Linked DNA regions of Pan troglodytes: region 1 is linked to region 2. Evidence: chromatin contacts called from public Hi-C data. All regions are on one chromosome and are shown on one strand. Each heading gives the region's core, a stretch centred on a gene start, on an enhancer-like site or on the middle of the called end of the contact. The rest is flanking DNA. Distances are from core to core; before and after follow the strand shown. Region 1 has its middle 97 kb from the start of IL12B. Region 2 holds the start of IL12B (interleukin 12B).

Region 1 (5,305 bases), core at 512-3,011, 96 kb after region 2:
GTTTCTGCCATGTTGGAAAATGCAATCTGCTACACTGCTCTTTTCATTTAACATATCATACCATTAAAATAATCCATCAACTCTGTGAATACATCCATAGAACTTATTCATTTACTAATTCCTTAGTATAGGACTTTTCTCATCACTTCCCCATAAGAGAGAAGAAGGAGGTATGGGTATTTTCCTTCCCTAAAACCAAGAGAGAGAGGCCCAAAGAGAATTATTTGACAGGTGGGATTCCTATTCCTGCAGTGTTGACTCCATTAATTTGGGGTCTGTTATCTTTCCTTTGATGGTTTTTGAGTCTTGGACCAGCAGGAGCACCTGAGGCTGCTTAGGACATGGATATAGGGGTCTGTGGCTTCTCAGGTGTGTCAAGGACACATACATTTCTCCTGGGTCGAGGGAACACCTTAGGAAGTGGGACTTGAGCTGTTCTGCCATTATTCCCCAAGTGGGTTTCCCACTGGATGAGATGCCCCTGGTAGAAGGAAAGTGTGGGGAAGACTGTGGTTGGGGAGGAAAAGGAAAGGAAGCAGCTGGAGCCCTAGCCAGGCCACCCATGTAGGTGAATATGCAGGGGATGGCCCTACAACATTCTCCAAAGAACCCAATGGATGAGCCCCATGAAGGAGCCACACAGCAGGAGTCAAAGCTCAGTCTGCATTATCCGGGAACCAGTGACCACTGAAATAAAAAGGATCAGATCCTCATCATAAGCAGCTAAATGAGGAAACATCTCTGTCCTTCCCTCTTTCCATCCTGCCCCAACATCAGAGGGCATGTGCATAGGAGATGGCATGGTGAGAAGAGACCATTCTCTTTCCCCTACAACCTTTAAGTAGCTTAGAAACTCAAGTCTAGGTTTGTGTATGTGTTTGGGCGTGGTGAGGAAAAGAGAGTCATTACGTGAAAACAAGTTTCAAGTTTTGAAATGCATGGGACTGAGTCCTACAGAAACAAAAATGTCACCGAATAACCCTTAATAACTGGAAATAAATGGAATTGCACTAAGATGATGTCAAGCACCATTAAAGAGGATTTGAGAACACACAGTTGGTGGCAATTCTGTGTTTGAAACAGTGGTAAGCTGAGACTCCTTGATAAACTAGGTACAATTGTAGTTATTGGGTATCAGCCTTTTTTAAAGACTTAATTCTTAGCAAAAATGCCCTTCCAGGAAGGCTGTACTTTTCCCAGCTCCTTGAAGATGCCCACTTCACGGGATGACATTTATTCAGGCCTGGAGAGGTGCAATCTCATTATGTGGGTCATTAAAGCAACACATTAAAGGCGACAAAGGGAGTGTTGCCGAAAGACTTTGTAGCAAGTTATGTGGAAGTGAGCAAGAGAACACGACTGCCTCACTTACCTCTTGGGGGTGGCGAAGGATTATGTTTAGATGGGGTGTATATGAGTGTCTGGGGTTTTTTACTCATATTGATGGCCAAATTATTTTCCCCTTCTGATTCCCTTTGAGAATCCACTTCACTACCTGCTTCTTGCTGCAAACTGGGAGTTGTAAAATCAGAGAGTCTAGGGTGTCACCCAAATTGCCCTCATGTATGGCATAGCCGTGTGTGTAGAGCAGAACGAGGTAGGGAGGAAAAGTCATGCTGAGCTCAGGCTGAGAAAGAAGAGGGAACCAGAAAGATGGGCCATTTGAAAGCAAAACTGCCTTGAAATCTCTAATAGGCTCTGTCTTGCAAACAAGAAGGGGAAGATATGGTGAGAGGGGATGTTAGTTTTTAGCAACTGTTTTAAAACTGACAACAGAGGAAGAGAGACCAGACCACAAAGTTAACATTTGCAACTTAGGCATCATTTTATTGTTTAAAAAAGTCCCCAGTCTTAGGAGGGGCTGTCCTTGGGTGAAGGGTTCTGTTTTGAACTGGAGGGAGATCTGGGTGAAGCATGGATGAAGTATATACTCCCTTCCTCAAATCACTCTCCATCTGCATCACCTGATGCTGGAAATCCCCAGGATTAGCTTTTATAAAGTTTTGGCTACATTATGAAGTTCATTTAATGCCTTCCACAATGGCGTCTCAATTTACAGGTGAGCTAACTGAGGCTTGGAGCAGTTAAGGCAATGAGTGTAAGTCCGCGCAGCTGGTGAAGCACACAGCCCAGGATTTGGACCTAGATCTGTCTGATTCTAAATTCTTTCGATCACACCAGTGGCCCCAGCAGATGCTCACTCCTCTAGATTAAGTACCCTCTCCATCAACTGCATTACACAGTTTCTTAAGCAAATAGCATGGAGGCTCAGACTATGAGCTTTGGAGTCAGTAGGGCTTGAATTTAAATTTTGACTCCAGCCTTGATCATTTATGTGACTTTGGGCACACAATGCAAAGTCTACTCAAAAAAAGCTGTGAGGAGGATGTCCAGCACAGCTGTGGTAAACACTCTACTAGATTATTGTTATTGTTATTATTATTATTTTGAGACGGGGACTCTCTCTCTGTCGCCCAGGCTGGAGTGCAGTGACACGGCCTTGGCTCACTGCAGCCTCAACCTCCTGGGCTCGAGCCATTATCCTACCTCAGCCTCCCAAGTAGCTGGGACAACAGGTGCATGCCACCATGCCTGGCTAATTTTTTTTTTTTTAATTGAGATGGAGTTTCACTATGTTGCCCAGGCTAGTCTCAAACTCCTGGGCTCAAGAAGTGATCCTCCCACCTCAGCCTCCTAAAGTCCTGGGATTACAAGTGTAAGCCACCGTGCCTGGCCTATTGTTAATTTTTAAAAAGCTGTTGTCTCTCTTTGATCCATAAGTGTGTGATAATAGAACAGGAGGGGGACAGTTAACAATGATCAGAACACTAGCTAACACTTCTTGAGCACTTAGGATGCATCAGACACTGTGCGAATTGCTTTCCATGGTACTATCTTAATCTTCCTAACAATTCAACGATATGTACCATTAGTCAACCTCAACATACAAATAGAAAGCACATCCAGCTACAGGTAGAGGAGCCAGGATCTGAACCTAGGTGGGTGAACTCTGGAGCCTGTGCTTACACCAGGAGGTAAGCTTGCAGGGGCCCTGTGGGACTTTGGGAGTAGATGGGGATGCTTAAGGAGAGTTGAGTAGGAGGCTGTGGTCCTGGGGTAGTGTGTGGGCTTTGGGCATTGGAGGGTGGGGAAGAAGGTGACAAGAACGGGGTGAGATAAGGTAACCATGGAGTGGGGATTTGGACATTTGAAACAGTTGTCACCTGTATGATGATGTCTTAGTTCATTCTTGCACTGCTATAAAAGCACACCTGAGACTGGGTTATTTATAAAGAAAAGAGGTTTGATTGGCTCACAGTTCTGCAGGCTGTACAGGAAGCAAAGCAGCTTCTGCTTCTGGGGAGGCCTTTGGAAGCTTCCAATCATGGCAGAGGGCAAAGGGGGAGTGAGGTATTTCATGGGGCAGGAGCAGGAGCAAAAGAGAGTGAGAGGAGGAGGTGCTGCACACTTTTAAACAACCAGATCTTGTGAAAGCTCACTCACTGTCATGAGAATAGCACCAAGGGGATGGTGCTAAACCATTCATGAGAAACTGCTCCCATGATCCAGTCACCTCCCATGGGGCCCCACCTTCAACATTGGAGACAATAATTCAGCCTGAGATTTGGTGGGGACACAGATCCAAACCATATCGGATGGTTTCTAGGGAAAGGCATTTGAATCTGAATCCCAAAGGTGAATCACAGATTGTCAGGGCTGGGAGTTCCTTAGACATGGTCTAGTCTGATGGTCTTTTAAACTGTACATATGGAAGCTTAGAGTCCGTCAAGGGTATGAATCGATAGAGGCAGTGGGATGGAGGCTGAGCAAAAGGGTCTTCAAGACCTTCTGGTTTGCATCAACCAAAGTCGTTCCATTTCTCTTTTTACCCTTTTTGTTGTTGTTGAGGTACAGCTTATATATAATAAAGCACACGAATTTCAAATCGTGTGATGAGGCTGGGCATGGTGATGCATGCCTGGAATCCCAGCATTTTGGGAAGCTGAGGTGGGTGGATAGCTTGAGCTCAGGAGTTCAAGACCAGTCTGGGCAACATGGCAAAAACCCATCTCTACAAGAAATACAAAAATTAGCTGGGCATGGTGGCTCATGGCTGTAGTCTCAGCTACTTAGGAGGCTGAGGTGGGTGGATCACTTGAGCCTGTGAGGTTGAGGCTGCAGTGAGCTTTGATTGTGTCACTGCACTCCAGCCTGGGTGACAGAGTGAGGCCCTGTCTCAAAAGATACATGAAATAAAATAAAGCCTGATGAGTTTGTATAAACTTATGCACCCATGTAACCACAGATCAAGATAAAGAATCTTTCCAAAGTCCCAGTAAGCTCTCTCTGGTTCTTTCCCATCAGTGCTGTCACCAAAGAGAACCACCATTTTCATATCTGTTTTCGAACTCATATAAATGGAATCATAGAGCATGCGTTCATTGTGTCTAACTTCTTTTGTTCAAAATTATGTCTGGGAGATTCATCCATGTTCTAGCATGTAGGAGCCGCCCACCCTTTTTCATTGCTGTGTAGTATTCTGTTGTGTGACTATACCAGAATTTATTTAGCTTTTCTGCTTTTGATGGACATTTGGGTTGTTTCCATATTTTGGTGTTATGAACATAGCTGCTATGAACACTCTTGCACAGCCTTTTTGGGGAAAAACGAATACATTTCTGTCGGGTATATACCCAGAGTGGTATTGCAGGGTTACTGGGTGGCTGCATGTTTAGCTTTGGTGGGTAGGGCAGCTCTATTTTTGAACAGATGTTTCATAGAGTAGGAATCCTCATGTAAGATTTTGCCTGGAGAAAGGGTGTGATTGCTTACATTTTTCTTTAAATGGAAAAAGTTTCAATTCCTCTAGTGCAATCTTCTGCATTTACAGATGGTGAAACTGACACTCAGAAAGTGATTTGCTCAGACTCAAACTGCGGTAAAGCCACAGCCAGATCACTAGACTGAACATTTTGTATTGACTTTCAAACTCTGTGAAACAGATCCTAAATATCACTCAAACTGGTTGCTGGTCAGATGTGGACAGGAACCCATAATTAGAGTCAGAAGCCTTGGGTTCAGTCTCAAAACTCTCACTAACAAATGTGTGAGTCAGGGTGAGGTACTGCTGTGGACCTCCATCTCCCTAACAGGGAAATGGATGTATTTGCTTCACAGCGTTGCTGGATGGAAGGAGGTAATGATGGGGAGACATTTGATAGCTGGGAAGCTCTTAGCAAATTGTTAATATCATTATCAAAATGTATTCTAAGGGGATGCTTGGGCAAGCATGCTGTTTTCTTGT
Region 2 (5,302 bases), core at 1,266-3,765:
CCACAGAGCACTGTCCAGGAGAGGTGATGGTGGTGGGTCTCCTCCTTTGGCTCTCTGGCCCATCAGCTGATACTAGGGAGCGCTATCCCTCAGCCCACATTTCTCAGCATGGTAAGTCTGAGAGTCTTGATGATTAAAATACATTTTTGTGTGTGCAATTTCATAGGTTTTCTAAACTCTTGAAACCCTTGCATGAAGGACAAAGGGACCCCACGTTACACACTCCTACTTCCTGGGGTATGCTAAGGGCTTCCCAACACTGGTGCCAACATCAGCATGCCAATGACGCTTGGGTGGGCATCTCTTTTTTAAGTTTTGTTTGTTACCTTTAATTAGAAAAGGGAGTTATTATTAAAGAATAAAAAGATATAGTCACAGATGGCATGGGTGGCACATGCAAAGATCCCTAGTTTGAGGGCCAGGCAGACTTCTAGAACTGTGTGACTCTGGGTGAGTCACTTGGCCCCTTTAAGCCCCACACTCCTGATCGATAAAATGGGCATGCTACTGTGGTAAGGAGTTAGTGACATAATTCACGTGAAGTGTCATGGTGCCTAGATGAAGTCAGGACCCACTATTTGCTCCCCTCCTTCCACAGCATTTACTACAATGGCAACAATACAGTCTCTTCTTTACTGTTTGTCTTCTCTGCCACACTGAGTGAACTCTCTTATGCCATGGATCATGTCTATCTTGTTTTGCACTTTACCCCCAGAGTCCAGCACAGAGGGATTCCATGACTTATTAGTAGCATGAAGGAATGTACGGAAATCATACAATTTCAGATTCCAGTAAACTAAACTCTAAGAGGTTACCCACATTCCATCTAGTATCTTGCAATTCCTTGTTTGAAAAAGTGGGTCATCACCTGGGGTTTAGTAATCCCTTTGTTAAAATGACATTGTTGTTGCACACAATTTTACCTGGGCAAGTAAAAAAACCTTTTTTCCCCCTTCTCACAGATTTAAAAACTCTTTAGGAAGCAATAATAGCTTTTCATTTTTTAACTGGGGCCAAAGTTAGTTAATCCACAAGAATGGGGATCACAGCTATCATTTTGGTTGATATCACAACTGATGACCAAGACCATCACAAATATGGGAGCAAGTCTGATTTGTAACATTATTATAATTATGAATTCAATTACTTTAAGGAATGCACGAACGGCTTTTTAAAAATTTCAATAGGAAGGCAGGCACCACTCGCTTTAGCTCTATACAATCCTTTAACTGATCGGCATTAACATTTAGGAATATACTTTTATACATCAATACACACCACTTCAAAATAAGATAAAACAAACATTTCCATAAACTATGCATACACACAGATCTTGCTATACAGTTATTATTAGGTGGCTTTTAAAATGGACACTGTACATCAGTCCCTAAAGTACTAAGTTTTCACTAATGTTCCAGCAGGTGACTCACCAGGGATGCTTCCAGGAATCCACCAACTCCCTCCTGCCAGCTGCTGGGGTAGCACACTAACGGTTTCTACACCTGGACAGCTGCAGGCCCACAGGGAGGGGAGGGAGGTAGGGGCTTGGGAAGTGCTTACCTTGCTCTGGGCAGGATGGAGAGTCCAATGGCCCTGAAACAGATGTTGTTTCTTCTGCTGCTGTTGCTGGTACTGGAACTTATATACTCTACTCCTTTCTGATGGAAACTTAAACTAGAAACTGACTTGTTGCAACATTGAAAACAACTCTCAAAACCTTCTGGGGGAATTTCAAGAAGTTCCTTTTTTGTTTGTCTCTCTCTGTGTGTGTATCAATAACGAGGAGGGAACATAGACATCAAAATCCCAGGTAATGAACTAAGAGGAAATGACTTTTGGGTGGGGAAAAAGGAAGGAGATGGAGATGCTAATTTCTCTGGGTTTACATCATGGCCAAGGTGCTTGGAGACAGCACTAGGCAGATTCCCTGGGTTCCACAGATCGAGGAAGAAGGAAGGCCAAGGGGCGGTCAGACGGGAGGCTGAGTTCATGTCGGGATGGAACAACTGTATGCCCAAGGGCTTAAAAACAAAATCCTGGTTCTTCCCAAGTCAGAGAGGATGAGATGAAGGGCAAAGGGTTTAGTACATCTGGGGCGCCTTCCTCCACATTAGTCCTTTAATTTCAGAAACATACTATTTACCACCCATCTTGGCTCCATGCACCTCTCCCCACATTCCCCGAGTGGGAACACACGCGTGCACACACACACCCATGCACATTTCATACACAGACCTGGGGAGATGATAAAACTGCGTGTACCACTAATAAGACTCAAATATGTGCACATCCTGTGCTCATAGGTACTCGCTCATAGGGGCGGATGGGAGCAGAAAGTGAAATACCCTCAGGGAGGCATACAGACAACCACACTCAAGGCACCCCTCCTTGGGCACCCAGACTACATCCTCATTTCATTTGCACACAAATCTATGGCCCTAGGGGCTCCGTGCAGATGCACAGGAATAGCGGAATAAAGATATCTCTCGTGGTGGAATTTCAAGTTGCTAAGAGGTATGCAAATGTGTACACCGGTGTGGACCCCCCCCCATCCCCCGCCCAGTCTGCACGTGAACAGGAGCACGTACCCTGCACGTATACCAGGTACACGCAGACAGATGCGGGCCATCCCCAGAGCCGCCGACAGAGGTCGCTGCGAGACGGTACCCGCTCCCCACAGTCCACCCGCGCCTCGGAGTCCCCTCGCGCCCCGGAGTCCACCCGCGCCCCGGAGTCCACCCGAGCAGGTCCACTTCTCCATCCCTGCTCTCGACCTCCGCCCTTGCGGCGGGGGAAGTTCCTGGGGCGGTGGCTGGGACCAGGCCGGGTTTTAGGCGGGCGCAGATTTCCGGGCTAACTTTCCTCGCCGTCTCAGCGCGGGAAGGGGGAAATGGGAAACCCGGGCCAGAGCAACGGAGCTTCCCAGCCGCACACTTCCTCCCTCCAGCCGTTTGTCTCGGCAGGGGAGGGCCCAGGCAGCCAAGCCGGCAGGCCCACTGGTTATCCGACCTTGTGCTCTGGCCGTGGGTGGAGACCTTACATCCAGCTCAGAGCGCCTCCTCCCATCCCCTGTGTCCTCTAGGCCTCCCCAGACTTTGCCTTTTAGCCTTCCAGTGAAACAAGTTCTGTATCCAAGATATACAATTAAGTGGACAAAGCAGATTGCAGGTATGTTTTTTCGTATGATACCATTTGTGGGGTGTGTGTGCGTATGTGTGTAAGTGCACCTGCACTTTTCACAACTGGTATCTCTGAGGCATATGTAACAACTGGGGGAGGGGCTTTTTGTAAACATGTATTAATTTCCTCCGATCCATCACTAAAGTGTACTGAACAGAAGTTGACGTGAAGTAGTTTCACTAATTTATTTACAGTGGCTGCACCACCACAGATGAGTCCTTGTGCCCCCCCATAAATAAATACATGCATAAAATAAGACAAGTAAGGTTCAAAATGACACAAATATTTTATTCATGTGTTCATAAAAGCACCTTGAAAATTAAAAAAAAAAACTGTAACGTAAAGTCTCAGTAAAAATCCAGCGCCAGTTATGCAAAAGAAGCTTCGAAGTATGCCCTCATCCTCCCTTTTCCGCTCAGATTGCAGCCCGAGGGCTAGTCCTATATGAAAAGGCCCCCAGTGTTCACCTCCACCAGGGACAAGTAATAGGGTTTTAAGAGCATGGGCTCTGGAGTTAGAGAGCTGGATACCCGCACCTGCAAGTTACTTACCTTCGTTAAGCCTCAGTTCCTCACATCTGTAAAATCGGGTTAATAATAGTACCTGATCTCAGGACTGGTGTGAAGATTAATGAGATATGATAGGATGCAGTTAAAGCAGCATCCTGGCTAAACGTTTAATGAATGGCTGCTTGCACTTATTTATTTTTTTATACTGTCGTGTCCCAGAAAGTCTTCGTAGCTCACAAGGGGACATCAAAGATGACAAAGAGGAGTGGAAGAAGACAGAGGGAATCAATGTGAGGAGCCTGGAACAGGGCTCTGAATTGTCTTCCCACAATGAAATCACTTGGCTATTGCTGAGCCAAGAATTTGACTCTGAGCATCTAGGATGAGAAAGAAGAACTGGCACCTACGCCATCTCTGCCCCTCGGGACTGACTATTTTGGTAAGTTCAGTTCACCCATGGAGGAAGTGGTTCTCGTACTTTATCTGCATGTAACAACAAAATTCAGGTTCTTGGGGCTGATGCTCGGAGATTGTGATTCAGATCGGGGATGGGGCTCAGGAACCTGCATTTTAACAATGGAGGTTCTAATGTGGTCATTGGCAGGTTGTTCTAATGTGGGGGCCACAGCCCACTCTCGGAGACAGGCTGTACACGGCCAGCCAGCATTCTGGTAATATCAGCCAAATGCCCATTGACCTGATTTTGGAGAAGAGGTTTATCAACATGTCCCACTTCACAATCCAGACCCTGATCCCAGGCAAAATGAACCGATACCCATAAGCTTTCTATGGCTTACCCTATAGGGGAGGAAGGTCTGCTGACAAACAGAGGGCATGCTGAGCTGCAAGGTTAATGTGACTGATGATTAAGCTGTGACATGGAGGCAACCCCCTAAAAACCAAAAATAACTTAAAGAATTTTTTTGGCCACAAAAACTTATTTTCTCCTAGAAGAATGCTTTGATCATCTAGTACACATTTCAAATAAAGGAGAAGCCATGTGTACTTATAAAAATTAAAATCTTAGAAGATTACATAAGCAATACATGCATGCATGCTATTGTAAAAACTTCAAACAATACAAATATACATAGAATACAATGTTGAAGCCCTGATTCCTGTGGCTTCCAGAGGTTACCAGTGCCAGCATTCCTGCAGAGCTTCTGAATGCTTCTCTATGTATTTATATCTATCTGGCTATATAAATGGAATCATACTATACATGTTGTTCTGCAAGTTGCTGTTTTCTAGCAACAGTCTATTTTGTATTCAGTCACTTGCAGTGACTTGCTAGAGGTCACTTGAACAGATTTCACGTCTGCATCAATTAGGTTGCCCTGGGCTTAGTTTTCTAAGGAGCTCTGCAGTTCCAGGCATTAATCCGCTAAGGACTGATAACACCTGGGATAAGAAAAGACTATCTTGTCCTGTTGATGTCTCTTAGGAGCAAATAATTTGCACTACAAGCTCCATAGCCTTTTCACGAAGTCTCACTTATCACCTGTATACCACTCCCTGACAAGGAGAATGGGCTTATTACAAGGAAAATGATAGACAAGGCAGGTTTGCCCTACTAGGTGGAAAGTGGTAGGCCATTGAGAGTCATGAAACTA

What was found. A called contact is a pair of places that touch in the nucleus more often than the background predicts.
Region 1: a Hi-C map of blood shows a contact between it and region 2, with 2.5 times the contacts expected there. The contact joins the enhancer-like site here to the promoter of IL12B in region 2. A contact is called at or near these places in 2 of 7 Hi-C or Micro-C datasets (blood and stem cell-derived neural progenitor cells).

Annotation. Positions count from the first base shown.
Region 1 is chr4:157,119,395-157,124,699 of NHGRI_mPanTro3-v2.0_pri, forward strand. No RefSeq gene overlaps it. Among named protein-coding and RNA genes, the nearest start is that of IL12B, 97 kb to the left of the region's middle. Within about 2 kb of position 1,762, at least 1 of the 24 cell types and tissues checked has an H3K27ac peak or open chromatin away from gene starts, as enhancers often do.
Region 2 is chr4:157,022,175-157,027,476 of NHGRI_mPanTro3-v2.0_pri, forward strand. It overlaps IL12B (interleukin 12B), which reads right to left and starts at 2,516. Exons shown (of 8, transcript XM_527101.8): 1 at 1,561-2,516.